2 separate regions of the Mus musculus genome follow, and region 2 is linked to region 1. Evidence: chromatin contacts called from public HiChIP or PLAC-seq data. All regions are on one chromosome and are shown on one strand. The core of a region is the stretch at or near the end of the contact, and the rest is flanking DNA. Distances in the headings are between cores, read along the strand shown. Region 1 overlaps Ptprj (protein tyrosine phosphatase, receptor type, J). Region 2 holds the start of Ptprj (protein tyrosine phosphatase, receptor type, J).

The links. HiChIP or PLAC-seq counts read pairs in DNA pulled down with a chosen protein or histone mark.
Region 2: a BATF HiChIP or PLAC-seq map of CD8 T cells shows a contact between it and region 1, with 27 read pairs. The contact joins the promoter of Ptprj here to the enhancer-like site in region 1. A contact is called at or near these places in 8 of 39 promoter capture datasets (the C10 cell line, embryonic stem cells, hematopoietic stem and progenitor cells and 3 more), 2 of 15 datasets of contacts at CTCF or cohesin (CD8 T cells and large pre-B cells), 35 of 484 Hi-C or Micro-C datasets (B cells, the C2C12 cell line, CD4 T cells and 27 more), 13 of 115 datasets of contacts at active chromatin or transcription factors (the 230-238 cell line, CD8 T cells, the HPC-7 cell line and 9 more) and 6 of 9 other capture datasets (adipose tissue, bone marrow-derived macrophages, embryonic stem cells and 3 more).

Annotation. Positions count from the first base shown.
Region 1 is chr2:90,540,266-90,547,511 of GRCm38.p6, forward strand. All of the region lies in intron 1 of Ptprj (protein tyrosine phosphatase, receptor type, J), which reads right to left. Among named protein-coding and RNA genes, the nearest start is that of Ptprj, 37 kb to the right of the region's middle. Within about 2 kb of position 2,951, at least 121 of the 459 cell types and tissues checked have an H3K27ac peak or open chromatin away from gene starts, as enhancers often do. A contact at or near this core is called in the C2C12 cell line, CD8 T cells, Th1 cells and 12 more, where this site is marked.
Region 2 is chr2:90,575,918-90,583,163 of GRCm38.p6, forward strand. Ptprj (protein tyrosine phosphatase, receptor type, J) reads right to left here and starts at 4,678. Exons shown (of 24, transcript NM_008982.6): 1 at 4,239-4,678. The coding sequence starts at 4,334. Gm46752 (vegetative cell wall protein gp1-like) reads left to right here and starts at 4,838. Exons shown (of 3, transcript XR_001783391.2): 1 at 4,838-4,999; 2 at 5,194-5,453.

The DNA of each region.
Region 1 (7,246 bases), core at 1,701-4,200:
CTCACATTTATAGCCATTTGATGATGTGCATGCATGTCTGCATTACGAGCATGTGTGATGGTCAGAGGAGCACTTTTGGGCATTGGCTCTCCCTTCCATCTTCTGAGACGAGGGTCTCTCTTCTGAAATGATTAGGTCTAACCACGGTCTCCAGCTCAGGCCCCAGGACTCAGACTTAGGTTAGTTAGGTTAGGCTTCTCAGCTTCTCTCCACTCCTTTTCCCATCTGTCTTATTTCATAGTGGTGTTGTTGTTGGGTTTTTGTTTTGTTTTTGTTTGGTTTTGGTTTTTCGAGACAGGGTTTCTCTGTATGGCCCTGACTATGCTGGAACTCACTCTGTAGACCAGGCTGACCTCGAACTCAGAAATCCAACTGGTAGAGTGCTTGCCTAGCATCCATGAAGCTTTAGGGTCCACCCCCAGCACAGTCTGTAATGCCAGCACCTGAAAGGTGAAGGCAGAAGTATCAGAAGTTCTAGGTCAGCCTCAGCAACATAACAAATTCAAAACTCACCTAAGCTGTAATGCCTGGGCTGTCCTGGTCTCAAAAAAAAAAAAAAAAAAAAAAAAAAAAAAGTCCAGATTTCTAACTTTTCATGAATTAGATAATGGGCTCACTAGGTCCACGGGCTCAGGCTGGGCACTGGGAGAGGACAGTGAGGTAAGTAGACGTGAAGTCAGAAACAGAACCACACGTCAGTTCTGTTCCTCACTGAAAGAGAGACAGACACATCTCAGGGTTCACACCACTATCAAAAGCACAAAATGGAAGGATAAACCATAGGACTTTGTGTTTCAATCAAGGTGGGGCAACATAGAACTCAGGAAAGGAAGGTTTCCTTTGTGTCTGATCTACAAGTCCAGGCAGCTGTGAATGAAAAACCGTTAACACTGGATTCCCTTCTCTTCTACCTTCAGGGCCCCCTCCATATCCATTCACTACAGACAGCTACAGTCTTTACAAACTAAGTAAGTAAAATAAAAAATGTTATTCTCTGTACGGTCAAGGCCAGCCAAGGATACATAGTGAGACCCTGTCTCCAAAAAAGTTTTGTAAGGAAAAGGTTACAAACATGCCAGGTGCTTTCAATATGTAATCCTACTTCATTCACAGAATCTTAAGGCATCGGTCAGAGATGAAGAAACAAAGGTTGGAAGCTGGCTTGTCCAAGGTCATTGTCAATAAGACAGAAGCAGGCAACATGACGCTGGCTTTGGAGAGTGCTGGATCTACAAGGTGTTCTTTTCCTTTCCATGGAAGTCTGAGGTACCTCCCTCCTCTTAGCTCTAGCCTTCTCTGCGGTTACTCCTGACTCTCTATCTGAGTCCCCTCACAGCCATACTGACTCTCATTGAGTCTACTGGTCAACCAGGAAACCATACCTTTCTTTGCCTTATTCTTTTCACTGCTCTTAGGGGCCAGATGACCATTAGCATCTACTGAACAGTCTTCCTTGATCAACAGGAACAAAGCCACAGGCCTGCTGAGATGCTCAGGAAATAGAGGTGCTTGCTGCCCAGCCTGACAGCCTGAGTTGGAGTCCCCAACCCCATGTGGTATGAAAGCTTGCTCCTGTAAGTTGTCCTCTGGCCTCTACACCATAGTGCAAGCAAGCAAGCAAGCAAGCTTGTTCTATTTTGTGGGATTCAAGTCCACATTATCAACAATACAGACATTCTGGCCAGCCAAATCGGCATCAGAACCAAATGCACACATGTTGCTTGGTAGCCTTTCCTTTCATGGGAACAGTCTTGCCCTGGAATGTCACCATATCTCAACTCCTTCTGACTGTATTTCAAGGGGATTCTGAAGTTCACCCACATCTAACCATTGTCCTGAAATCTTGATCCAAAGGAGCCCTTAAACCACCCCATGCTAACTCCTGTGCTGGGTGGGTGCATACTTTGTATGCTACGGAATGGAGTCACATGAGTTTACAAGCCTACAGTAATGACAGCCTAGCCCTTAGTCATATATTGTCATAGCCCCAAAGGATCCAAGCAACCGCTTAAGCCAATTGAGGAAATAAATCCTAAGCTGAGAGTCTCATTAAAAGTCACCTGGCTGAAAGAGGTGGAGCTAGTGCTGAAATCCAATTCTCTAGGCTCCTAAACCACACTTCTTATGATGACACACTGCTTCTTCTCACTGTCTTTGGGGGTGTACAAGCCTAGGCCATCCCTGCATGCTTACAACCTTAAAGGACATACGGACACCATCATGGTGAGTATGCCATAGCAAAAGGCAAGCATGTAGAAAGCCATCCTAGCTGAGTCTTAGAGGTTTCCTTGGTTCTGTCCCTTCATTCGGCTCCTTACAGGGTCAAGTATAGAACCAATATCTTAGCTTTCAATCCCTTACGAGACACGAAGCCACACTGTGAGCCATGCAGTAGGAGGAGACAGACAGTGTTGCCATAGTCTGAAGCAAAGTTAGATCTGCTCTACCTACCTGCTCACACTTCTGCTCCAGCCACCACCCTAGCCCTCAATTCTCGGCAGACCTTCCACAGCTTCCTCTTGAGTCAGTTCTCTATTACCCAACATCAAGCATCTAACTAAAAAAAAAAAAACTTCATTGACAGTTACCAAGCCCTGAGGGGCCATGGTAATGAGTCAGATGTGAACCTTCCACAATGACCTCATCATCTAGAAGACCTCAGGCCTCTGAAGAGCCATGATGTATGATGCAAGTGCTACGCTAGAGACACAGGCAAGTGTCATGGAGGCTGAGAGAGAGTCATGACTGATTACAGATTTACAGAATGAGGAGGGCAGCCCAGTTCTGGGAAAGTGTGTCTATGTGTTGAGCCTTTTGAAGGCAGAGTTGGGCGGGGAGGATTTCCATAATCTGGAGGGGGGTGTATTCCAGGAAGATGGGACAGCATGAGTAAAATCGGGGAAGGGAGAGCCCACGGGCATGACTCGGAACACCCACTGGTCTACGGCAGCCTGTAGCCTGCCTGGGGTATCTGGAAGGATTGAGAAAGAAAACACCAGAGTAGGAGGTAAAGGCCACACAGTGAACCCAAAGTATTGCTTATATTCTGTCCCTCCTACGCAGCACTGAAGTCCCAAGAATGTGAGGCAGGGAAATTCAAACTTGTAACAGGAATGAGGGGGCAGCATTAGAGACCTGGAGGAGGGATGTGAAACTTAGAAGGCTTTCTTGTAGGCAAAGAACTTGGTCCTCATCATCCTTGCCCCTCCCTGCAGTGCCAACTCTGCCTGCTCTGCACATCATGTCCATCTCCACAGTGACGCTGGCATCTGACCATCTGGATGATGGAATAACATCCATCTAATTTGGCCCTGTGAGGGAAGGAGGGAGGGAGGGAGGGTGTGTGTGTGTGTGTGTGTGTGTGTGTGTGTGTGTGTGTGTGTGTGTGTGTGTTTACTCATTGGTTCATTCCTAGGTGACTTGTAGCCCTTACAAGCCCCCAGCCCCTGTTCAGGGGCCAGCAGACGCATTGTTGAATTGACCATCTGTTTTTGAAACAACAGACATCACATTGGAAACATGGATCTTCTGCGGCTACACTTTTACAAGACAACAAAGAAGCTAACTGGCAAATGTTCCCTTTAAGCAGAGTTCACAACCCATGTCCATTCCCTTCAAGACTGAGAACCAATGTCCACTAGTCACTTGGCATCTTTCAAAGGGTATCTACCACACCCCAAAAGATTTGCAAACTCCTGTCATATGTAGCTTAGTAGAGTTGATCCTTCCAGATCTTGGTGTTTGCCCCTCACTCAAACCCTACACCCTATCTATAAGATCAAGCAGTGACAGCCCAGCACCTCACTTCTTCCACTATACCTTCAGGCCCAGCCAGATGGCACCACTAAGGGAAATCAGAAGGCACCTCCAGGGGACTGGGCAGCAAGCCTAGGAGAAACCTAATACCTTCTAGTGCCACAGGACTCTTTACACTTGGACTCCTCCTGTTACCTACTGTGTGTCAGACCTTCCTAGCAGGGCTCAAAAAACAACTGAATGAGACAGTTCTGCCAGCCCTGGGAAAACTGCAGGTATCCCTGGTTTCGATGCCACATGGATATAGGAAATGACAGCACAGTTCACGCGTAAAGCTTGCAATCCACACACACTATACAACCAAATGTTCAGCCGTCTCCAGCTAGCAATCCAGGCAGCAGGCACAGTGTCCCAGAACCAGGTAAAAGGGCCGCATGCTTACCCTTATTAGCATCAGCCATTTGTGATGATTCGAGAATTGACTCCACGGCTCTGATGGTTATTTAAAGAAAGAGTTGAACAAGGTAGAAAAGAAATATAACTGTGCTTCATCTTCAGCGAGCAAGCAATCTCACTGGAGAAAGAAACATCAAACCCTAGACACAGAGTAATTGAAGGTGTGGGAGGAATGTGAACAAGGGCAGGGTGGGATGGGAGGCCTGCTGGAGGAACTGCTGGACCTGGGTTTTGAAAGAGGGCTTTAGGGTTAGCAGGGAGGTGATGTAGGATGTAAAGAGCTTGACACACAAACCTGAGTCCAGATCCCACATTTAAAAGGGGGGCGGGGGGTACACAGCACACACGTCTGAAACCCTTGCACTCCTTTCGGAAAGACAGAGAAGCAGACATATCCCCCAAACTCTCAAGACAGTTAGCTGTGTTAAGCAAGAGAGAAGGCAAGGATAAACACCTGAGGTTCTGCACAAAGGCACCACAGTATGCATGTCCCTGCACTTACATACGTGAACACACATGAGGGATGGGGGTGGGGGACCTCTTTGGGGCACATGAAGTGACCCAGAAGAGTACAAATAATCAAAATTCTTGTTATAACCAAAAAATGTATAGCATCATAACAATTTTTTTTTAATTTTAAGAAACATCAAATTTCACTTTATTGCTCTTATTTATGTTATGGACAGCAAAGGTACAAATACCAAAGCAGGTGGCAGTCAGAGGCCAACTTTGAGGGATCAGATCTCCCCTTCCACCACGTAGGTCCTAGGGATCAAACTCAAGTTGTCAGGCTTGGTGGCAAGAGCCTTCACCCACTAAGCCAACTCAGCCAAACTCCACTTTAATAAGAGCAAAGTTCTAAAACCCAGGGAACAGTCTGACTCAAAGCCACACATTTAGCCTGTGAATGGTTTTCCACTTGGCAAGTCAGTTCCTCATCGCTGTGTGATAATGCCAGTGAGTGAATGGGCAATCAGATCGGGGAAATTCCTAGTGATCATCAGAATGGAAAGGAAAGAAAAGGCAAGGAGGAAGCAAGAGGAGCTGTTGGCAAGGCCTCCTAAGTTCTGGCTCAGGCAAGCACTGCTCAGATCAAATGAGGAGAATGCCTGTAGACCGTGTTTCCACATTCGGTTTTCTTTCTGTGATTCACCGCTTGCTCTCTCCCCCCAAACTCTGGTTTCCTTATCCAAATATCTCCTGTAATATGAGATATTTGCATCTCCCTAATAAGAAAATCACTTCCTAACCTTTTGGACAAATTGCTAAAAGCAGCCACCACATTCTTGCATACTCTATTTAGCTGTAAGCCATACTATGTAATCTTGAGTCTTCAGATTCCTCTCCCAAAAAATGCCTACCCAACCCATCCCTGCCAGTCTCCCCCCGACTCACCCGCAGACCTGTACCTTCTGCACAAAGGATCCTTGGGTCGTTTCACTCAGCTACTTCCGCACTCATAACATACACACACACACACACACACACACACACACACTCACACTCACACACAGGATCATTTTTTCTCTCCAGCCAAAATCCATTACATGAAATAAACCTTGTAATTAGAGCAGGCACAGAGTCTAGAAGTTTCTATCATGTGCTCCTGATGCTGCCTCCCCTCTTTCCCTTTACTGCGGAGTCTAAGGAAGTACTGCTTAAGTCGAATTTCTTAGTTTTACAGGTGTGAAATCAAAACCTAAGAGAGGAAAGGGCCTGGCCAGACACGCAGCTTAGACAGCAGGCAAAGCCAGATTCCAGATTCAACAGACCAATGATATTCTCACTGACCCACACTGCATCTTAATCATCTTATGTAACCAACACATAGAAAGCTTACCATGTGCCCCGAACTCCTCTGACATGTTTAATTCTCACAACAACCTGATGGCAGACATTCTATCCTCCCCAGTTTACACTGTAGGCACTAAGACACAGAAAGGTTAGTCACTCATCCACTGTCAACAGGGCCAGAAGATCGGGTATGTGAACTCAGGCAGCCTGGCTCTTGTGGCCAGGGTTCTCAAGTCATCTCACAGAAGCACTTGTGGACTAGAGTCCTAGACTGTTGATAAATGCAACATATGTAAAGATTTCACCTGAAAAACCAAAGTCTTATAAAAATGAAGACAAAACCAAATGATAACACTAGAAACTGCTATGGAAGACCAGGAGTGCCAGGCTTACAGGAAAGCTCCAGTGTACACATCTTCTGCAAGTGGTGGCTGCCTGCAGTGTGCTGTGCACATTCATTTAAACAGTGGTCTTCATTTTATGATTTATTCTTGATACAGCTGTCCTTCAGACAGACCCATTTTTAGCTTCATCCCTACATGTGATGCCCCCATGAAAGCTTCTAGAAAGGGACTAGGCACAAAGCCTAACCATTTATTAACAGTTCTGTGCTGTGGCCAGCATCCCCTCCCATCACAGAACAATAGTGTGTTCATTCATTCATTCATTCAAAAAAAAAAAAAAGCCAGCCTGCTCCATTGGGAATCATTCTGCACCCAACCCTGGTCAGATCATCTAAGGTGAGTTAGCCAAATCCCCTGGCTTGTCATTGTTTGATTCACTTGTCCCCGTGCTGCTGAGCTCAAACACCTCCGCACCAATGAGAGGCAGAAAAAGAGTCTGGTGCTAAGATATAGCCCAGTGTTGTTTCTAGAAGCACCAGGCTAGAAGCTAGCAATGTGGGAAATACCTGCAGTGTGGTTTTCAGATGATTTTGAAACCAGTGTCTGCTCGGCTGCTCCCACCTCCAGCAATGAACCATGACCAGCCGCAACGTGGGCCCTTGCTCTGCAGCCAACAGCACCAAGTTCAGGTTTTTAAAAAAAACATCCAGATGTGAGCGTCACAGAAGCAGGCATAGCCCTAAGCTCAAGGAACTCTAAATGACTTACTATGGAAACAGGCCATGGCAACAGGTGAGTGACATCCCCGTAAGAATAAGAGACAAAAAGCATTCCCATTGGCCAGGTCAATACTCTCTATCACTGCCACCAAATCTATGGCATAGCATGCTGAAAAC
Region 2 (7,246 bases), core at 3,428-5,927, 37 kb after region 1:
CCTCAAGCATTACTTTTAGGAGCTAAATAACCTCTTTGCTGACCAAAATTGCTCACTCTGGAGCCAGGATTCTCTCTGCTCAGGAAAGCTTGGGTATTCCTGGTCATCTTTGTCCTGGGGCTGAACTTGAAGTTAGCCCAAAGTCACAGACTAACCATAAACCAATTTGCTCTGTTTTCTTAAACTGTCTGCAAACAAAACAGAATGGTTGGGTTTTCCTTTGTTGTTCTGAAGCAAAACAAAAATAAAGTCACTCCTGTGAGAACTTAAAAAGCAGTTATAAGAGGAGCCAAAATATTTAGTGTGTGTACTCTGGTTGAAGCAGGAAAATAATCAGGCTTATAGATTAGCCACAAGACATAAAAATACAAAGTTATCACCCACCAAATGACACAAGACAAAGCAAAAAGGAACACTGTGAGACCAAGTGGCTACCAGTTGTTTTTGTTTTGTCGCTATCATCAGCATCTATTTTAATACAGACTGCTGTCAAGCTGATTAAGGAACCTAACAGGACTATATGTCTCAAGAGAGGAAGGAGAGATCACTTTGCCACACTGCCTAATACATACATAAACCAAAACTAGAGAGTACGAATGCACTCAGAAATGGACCAGTTAAGATAGCACACCCATGAAAGTCCTTGCACTAGGGTCATCTCTGACTGCCCGTCCTGTCTTGGAGAAAGGGAGTGAGATGCTAGTTTCAAAAATGGCTTTTCCGGGCCTACTAAGTACTGATGCTTCCGGCATCTCAGTTTCCAGCTTCCACGCCCTGTCCTCATCGGTGTCCAAACAGAGCTGGGTCTTTTCTGTGACCTTTTTTTCCCTTTCCTTTCTTTCCCTCCCCATTTCTGTTGCTTGTACTATAATAAATAAGAAAGCCTCTTCTGAAAAGAAAAATCAACATTAGGGAAGCCATCAAAGAAGTTCCCTCTTACTTTCTACACACACACACACACACAAATCAAAAATATTTCAAATCTAATTGACTTTTAAAAGATTTATTATTTTTCTTTTATTGATGTGTATGTGTGTCTAACTATGTGACTGTCTGTCACATTTGTATTGGTGCCTGTGGAGATCAAAAGAGAAGGTCAGAGCCCCTGGAGCTGGAGATAATTGTAAGCCTGCTCTAATTGACTCTTAAACTCAATTTGTAAGCAGTTTGGGGCATACAGTAACACAGCACTGTGCTCGAAGAGAAAACACAGCCAAAAAGCCTAGGCCCAGACTGGTAACTCAAGCTCTACTCTTGGCTTTTTTATAATCCTATCTTGCCAAATAACCTCTTCTCTCAAGTCCAATGTCCTCATCTAAGAGGTTTGAAGGGCTGGAGCTGTCTTCAACCACCAGAGCTAGCACCAAGCATGCTGGTGCTCAAATTCAATCCCAAAACTTGAGAGGCAGAGGCAGGCAGATCTCTGTGAGTTCAAGGGCAGCCTGGTTTATATAATGAGTTCTACCAGCCAGGGCTGGCAACATAAAAAAAAAAAAAAAAAAAAAACCCTGTCCAAAAAAAAAAAAAAAGGAGGGGAGCTTATTTTTAAAGGGGGGGGAGGCTGAGGATAAGGGTCTATGTGTTTTCAGTATAATATGTACATGTGTATGGATACACATGCCTGTGCTTGCACTGGGCAGAGGACACAGAATCGTATTCCTTTCAGACAGGGTCTCTTCCTGGGCAGCCAACAAGCCCCAGTGAGTCTCCACACCCCAGAGTATGCCCGTTCCAGGCACACACAACCACACTCCACATCTTACACTGGCCCTAGGGATTTGAACTCAGATCCTCATGTTTGTGTAGCAAGAACTCTTACTCAATGACCCATCCTATCTGCCCCTGACACAGTCTCTGAGTCACTTCAAAAGCGCAGGGCTTCTCTAAAACTGAGAATGTAACTTGGTGGTAGAGCGCATCCCCTACCCTGGGTTCCATCCCCAGCACCAGAGAGAGGGAGAGAGAGAGAGAGAGAGAAGGTGCCGATCCCCTGCAAGAGTCCATATCAAAATGAAACTGCTGAAAAGGATTGTTTTTGGAGATATTTCTTCATGAAACCTTTTATATTTCCTATTTTGTAACAAATACAAAAACAAGAATATGAAGACAGGACTCTCGAGTTTCTACAGAACAAACTAGAGGAAGGAAATAAGCAAACCCAAGGCAGGCGGAGGGTAGCAATGTGCTAAAGAAACACAAGGAAGGATTGGGCAAGAGATAAATTTACCCAAGATACTTTTTGCTGATTCAAAGCACAGCTTGCAACTTCTACTATTGTTGAAACAAAAGTCAGATACATACATATACATATGTATAATCAAATTAAACTAAAGAGAAATGTAGCTCAAATGTTTCTATAATATAAATTTTAGTTCAAGAGAATTTCAAGACCACACCATCCTGTACATGGAACACAAAAGCAAACAGATCTCAATGAGCTTGAAGCCACCCTAGTCTGCATAGCGAATTCTTGGAGAAGGGGAACTTCAAATAAGAAGCAGTTCTTTTTCTTTAACGTCAAAGACTGCTGTGCATGAATTTCCTACAGGGAAAGGATGAAGACAGCCCATCCACAATGTTCCCCAATAAATCCCCAATCCCATCTGAAAAGGCTTTATATGAAAAGTGGTGTACATATATAATATATATTTACAAAATTCTTTCACTCTTCAATGGAAGCCATTCAAACAATTCTACTATGAAATGGTGTGTCCCCTCCCCCATTCCTGCAGATGCTTTTTGCTAAAGATGGAATTGGGGAAAAGGGGCAAAATCAACTCTGGTTCTTCTTCAGACTCAGCTCTTACCCAGTCCAGTAAAGAATTATTTGCTGGGGACAACACCACGAGTCCTGTGCAAATCCTGCTTTAGAAACTATAAGTTACCCTTGCTGACAATTAGTTCAGGCCCAGACTCAGGCTCCCTTCTTCTGCCCGCCTGCTCTGCTGCCCCAGTGCCTATGTTTCCTCTAGAACAATTCATATTCTCATTCTCTCTCTCTCTCTCTCTCTCTCTCTCTCTCTCTCTCTCTCTCTCTCTCTCTCCCTCTCTCCCTCTCTCTCTCCCTCCCTCCCTCCCTCCCTCCCGTGTCTGTGTGTGTGCAAAGCTTTCTCTCAAAGTCAGTTTCCATCCCCAGCCTATGCTTCATTTGTGTCTCACTGTCTGTTTAGAGCTGGTACCTATAAAGCAAGTGAGACTTTCATTAGCAAAAAGCAAGACAAGAGCATCCTCCAGGCCACTTTCAGCTGCAGAGTTCAAGACCACAGCCAGTTCCCAGAAGGCTGTGAGGCAGAACTCGCTTGCTCAGCTCCCGCAGCACCAGCTGGGTGATTCCACTCTTTCACTTCTCTCCCTCAGTTCCCTATCTGCAAAATGGGAATGTCCCCCCAGCTGCCTTGCATCACATCCCCTGCCATGAAAATACCACTGAGAGAAAAGATCCAAAATTCGAGTCCCACCATTATCGGAAAAAAAAAAGTGAAGCAAGGAAAAAAAAAAAAGAAAGAAAAGAAAAGTCTGGAGGGGAGGGGTATAGCTAGCGCCCACAAAGCACGAATGCACACCCAGAAAAGCCAGCACTATCTCAGGAGCGATGATGAGAACAGAGCCAGCAGCCTCAAGGGACGCCTTTGAGCGGCCACCTTGGCAAGGCTGGGAACTTTCCCCCACAAAAAGCGCCCTCGGTTCTGAGTCCGGCGCTTCGCCCACCGCCCAGCGCCAGGGCCTGTCCCCAAGCACCCGGCCACCGCCACTGCCCTTCTGTCCAAGCCCTCGTGCCCCTCCAGGCCGGGTCGTAGGTCGGCCTCGGCTCAGCCAGGCCGTCCCTGCTCCGCATCCACAGCCCTCCGCAAACACGCCCCCTCCGGCCGCTTCGGGCGCGCAAGCAGGGCCCGCGCTGGCCAGACGTGACCAGCTCCGGGAAAGGCCGGGCCACCGCCGCCTGCAGCCCATGCGGGAGCTTCTATGGAAGAGTCAACGGGCACGGCGGGGGACACCCTGGGGACCCCGGAATCCTGCCCTTCCCCTGGCACCCGGGAGCCAGGGAAGGGGCTGAGTGGCGGGAGCAGGAGGCTGGCCAAGATCCCTGCCAGCCTCCTCCAGGAGGAAGGCTCCCAGGACCACGATCTCTCAGACCCTCGCCGGGTGTTCCTGGAACGGGTGACACCCGGGCAGGTGCAGGCGATGCCAATTCGGCCCGCGTCTTCCTACCACACGCCCAGGCCCACTCGAGAGCTTACCTGGCCCTGGCGTAGCAACAGCAGCAGCGGCAGCAGCGCCCAGCGGAGCCCGGGCGAGCGCGGGGGTGTCCGCGTCTCCCGCGCCGCGGGCTTCATGCCCTGCGCGCCCTGGAACGTGCCCGGGACGCGCCCCGCCGTGTGCCCGAAGCCGGGCGCCCTCGTCTCCGTCTCCAGCCGACGCCTCCGCCTCCTTCTCCGCCAGCCGGTCCGCCTAGTCCCCGCTCCGCCCGCCCCGGGCTTCCCCGGGGACATGGCAGCGGCGGCGGCGGCGGCCACACGGCGGAGCCTAGCGCGCCTGGCGCGGAGCGGCCGCGGCCTTAGACTCGCAGGGGCTTCGCGGGGCGGAGCGAGCGGCGCCCACCCTCCGCGCGTGGCTCCCAGCTCCCGGCTCCCGCGGCCCCGGCTGCTCCCTCTGCCTCCTCCGCGCGTCATGCGGCTCCGGCTGCAGGGAGCCGCGCCGAGCGCTCGGCCCCCTCTCTTCCCCTCCCCCTCTGAATATTCATCGCTTCCTCCCGCTCGGGCGGGCCGGCCGCTGCCGTGCTCCGCGGCCCCTCGCCGCCCTCTCGCCGCGGCCCCCGCCCCCAGCGAGCTGGCGGCGGGCGGGGAGTGGGCGGTGGCGAGCCCGGTGCACGCTCTGGCGTCTCCCCTCCCGCGGCCGGAGGAAGCGCCCCCTCCCTGTCCGCCTAGCCCTCCCACATTCCTGGGACTCGGGACCCGGGACGCTGCTCCACTGTTCCAGAGCCACGAGCTAGTATGGATGGGTCAGTAGGGACTCTTCAGCCTGGGACTCCCTCCCTGGCTCTGGCTTGAGCGTGCCTCTTGCCCAGGTCACAGTCGTGCTTGCTTCTAGACCGCAATCTGGTGAAGCCTGGCCCGTGGGTGGGCTTTGGGGGAGGGTGTGGGTGAACCCCCCGAAACTATTGGAAGCACACCATGTATTCTGTTCTCTCCCCAGACGCTGGGCCAGGAAGTCAGAGAGCCTGCACAGAAGCTGGTCCAGTGATTAGAGCCCCAGCTGTGGCATATGGCAAGCCCAGCTGTGCTATATACTAACTGTGTAATCCTGGTTGTGTGACTTGGAGAGAGATGCCTCACCTCTCTTGACCACTCTATGCTCCTGTGTAACAGGAAGATACTACGGGTACCTGTCTACCGAGACTTGCCTGGCGATTAAATGAGATCATGGGTAAAGTCCCAAAGAGGGTGGGACATAAGGTGAGCCCATCTGGCAGCTGTCATCACAAGTCCTGATCTGAAAGGAGTTACAAATTACCACGAATACTGCTACTGTGCCCAGGCTCACGAGAGGAAACCAAAGAGCTCTATCTACTGCACCTAGAAGTAATGACAGACAGTACCAAACCAAGGCATGCTAGGGAGGGAAAGACTGATTCTGACCAAAGGAAGAGGTGACACTTGAGCTGGGCTTTGATGGATGGTTGGGTTTCACCGGGCAGAGAGAGGGGAGCAGTGTGGCAGGAAGTGGGAGCAACTTGGCAAAAAAAAAAAAAAAAAAAAAAAAAAAAATCAGAAGGCAGATTCTTCAACCTTGACCTTCTGAGAAACAGAGAAACAGGAGCGTTCTATTTGGGAAGACCTGAGCAGCCAAGATAGTGAAGTGAATCTAGTCTGGACCCTATGAGAACTGGAATGTAGACCACCAGGTGTCCAGCCTGCTTCTAGGCATCCCTTGGGCCTCAGAGTCCCAGCTTCACGCAGAGAACAGAGGGGAAAGGGGCTGCACCTGTCCTCTGGTATTTTGCATTTGATTAAACACTATCTGGTTATCACAGCCCACAGGAGTTATGTTCCTCCCTGCCTCACTCTTCTTGAGGCAGAAACAGGTGTTTTTTAAAAGCACTCACACCAGCCAGGCATGGTAGCACACAGCTTTAGTCACAGCAATCAGGAGGCAGAAACAGGAGGAGGTAAATTCAAGTCCAGCCTGGTCTACAGAGTGATTTCCAGGACAGCTGGGGTAACATCATAAAGAGACTTCATCTCAAAAAAATTAAAAAATAAAAATAAACAAATAAATAAATAAAGCACCTTCCATGGTGCCCAGAGGAAAGGAGTTATAATGCTAATAGAACTGTACCTGCCCCTGATCCTCACAGACCTTGCACCATCCCAGTTGCCACAGATTCACATCTTGGTTCTGTCAACAGGGGTATGAACTCCTGCATGCCCTTTGATTTCCTACTGGGTAGAATGTATGCCCCCATTTAAGAGGTAGTGACCGTTTAAGAACTAACAGCCTTCTCTGAGAAGGGGTTAATACGTGCATAATAAACAAATCAAGATGAACTGATACTCTGTATGAGAAATGAACCCTGAACAGTGCTAGTTGGAAACTCCTTGTGGGCGGGACCTCATCTCCTCTGCCTACTCTGTGGCATCTTCACGATGCCTAGCATGTTCAGTACATTGTAGGAGCTGGGGCTCTTAAAATGTGTGGTTACCTGATGGGGAACATGGATTCTTTGCAAAGACAGACTAGGGAAGAATCATTCCCTAGGCAAAGGGATACCACAGTCTCTCTTTGCAGTTAGAATGGTGTTATATACTTGTCTTCTGTGAACCATAGCTGCCAATGCTTAATTCTATTTAACCACAGTTTTGAATTTATGGAGTTGTTTTGTTTTATAAAAAGGTCCCAGGTAGCCCAAGCTGACCCCTAACTTCAAATATACCTGAAGAATGACCTCAAACTTCTGATCCTCCTCTCTCTATGCTTAAGTGCCAGGACTGTAAACATGCATCACCACACCCCACTTATGCACTGCTGAGGACTGAGTCCACAGCTCCATGCATGCTAGGCAGGCACCCTAGCAGCTGAGCTAGATCCCCTCTGTCTATTTGACTGCCGTCCTCGTGGAGCTAAGTAAGCTGCCCAAAGACAGGGCCTGTGTCTTGCTCATCATTGCATTCACAGCAAATAGCAGTCATTCCTGTTGTACTTACTTAATTAAACTAAGTGCATGCCTTTGAATAGCAAAATAAGACAC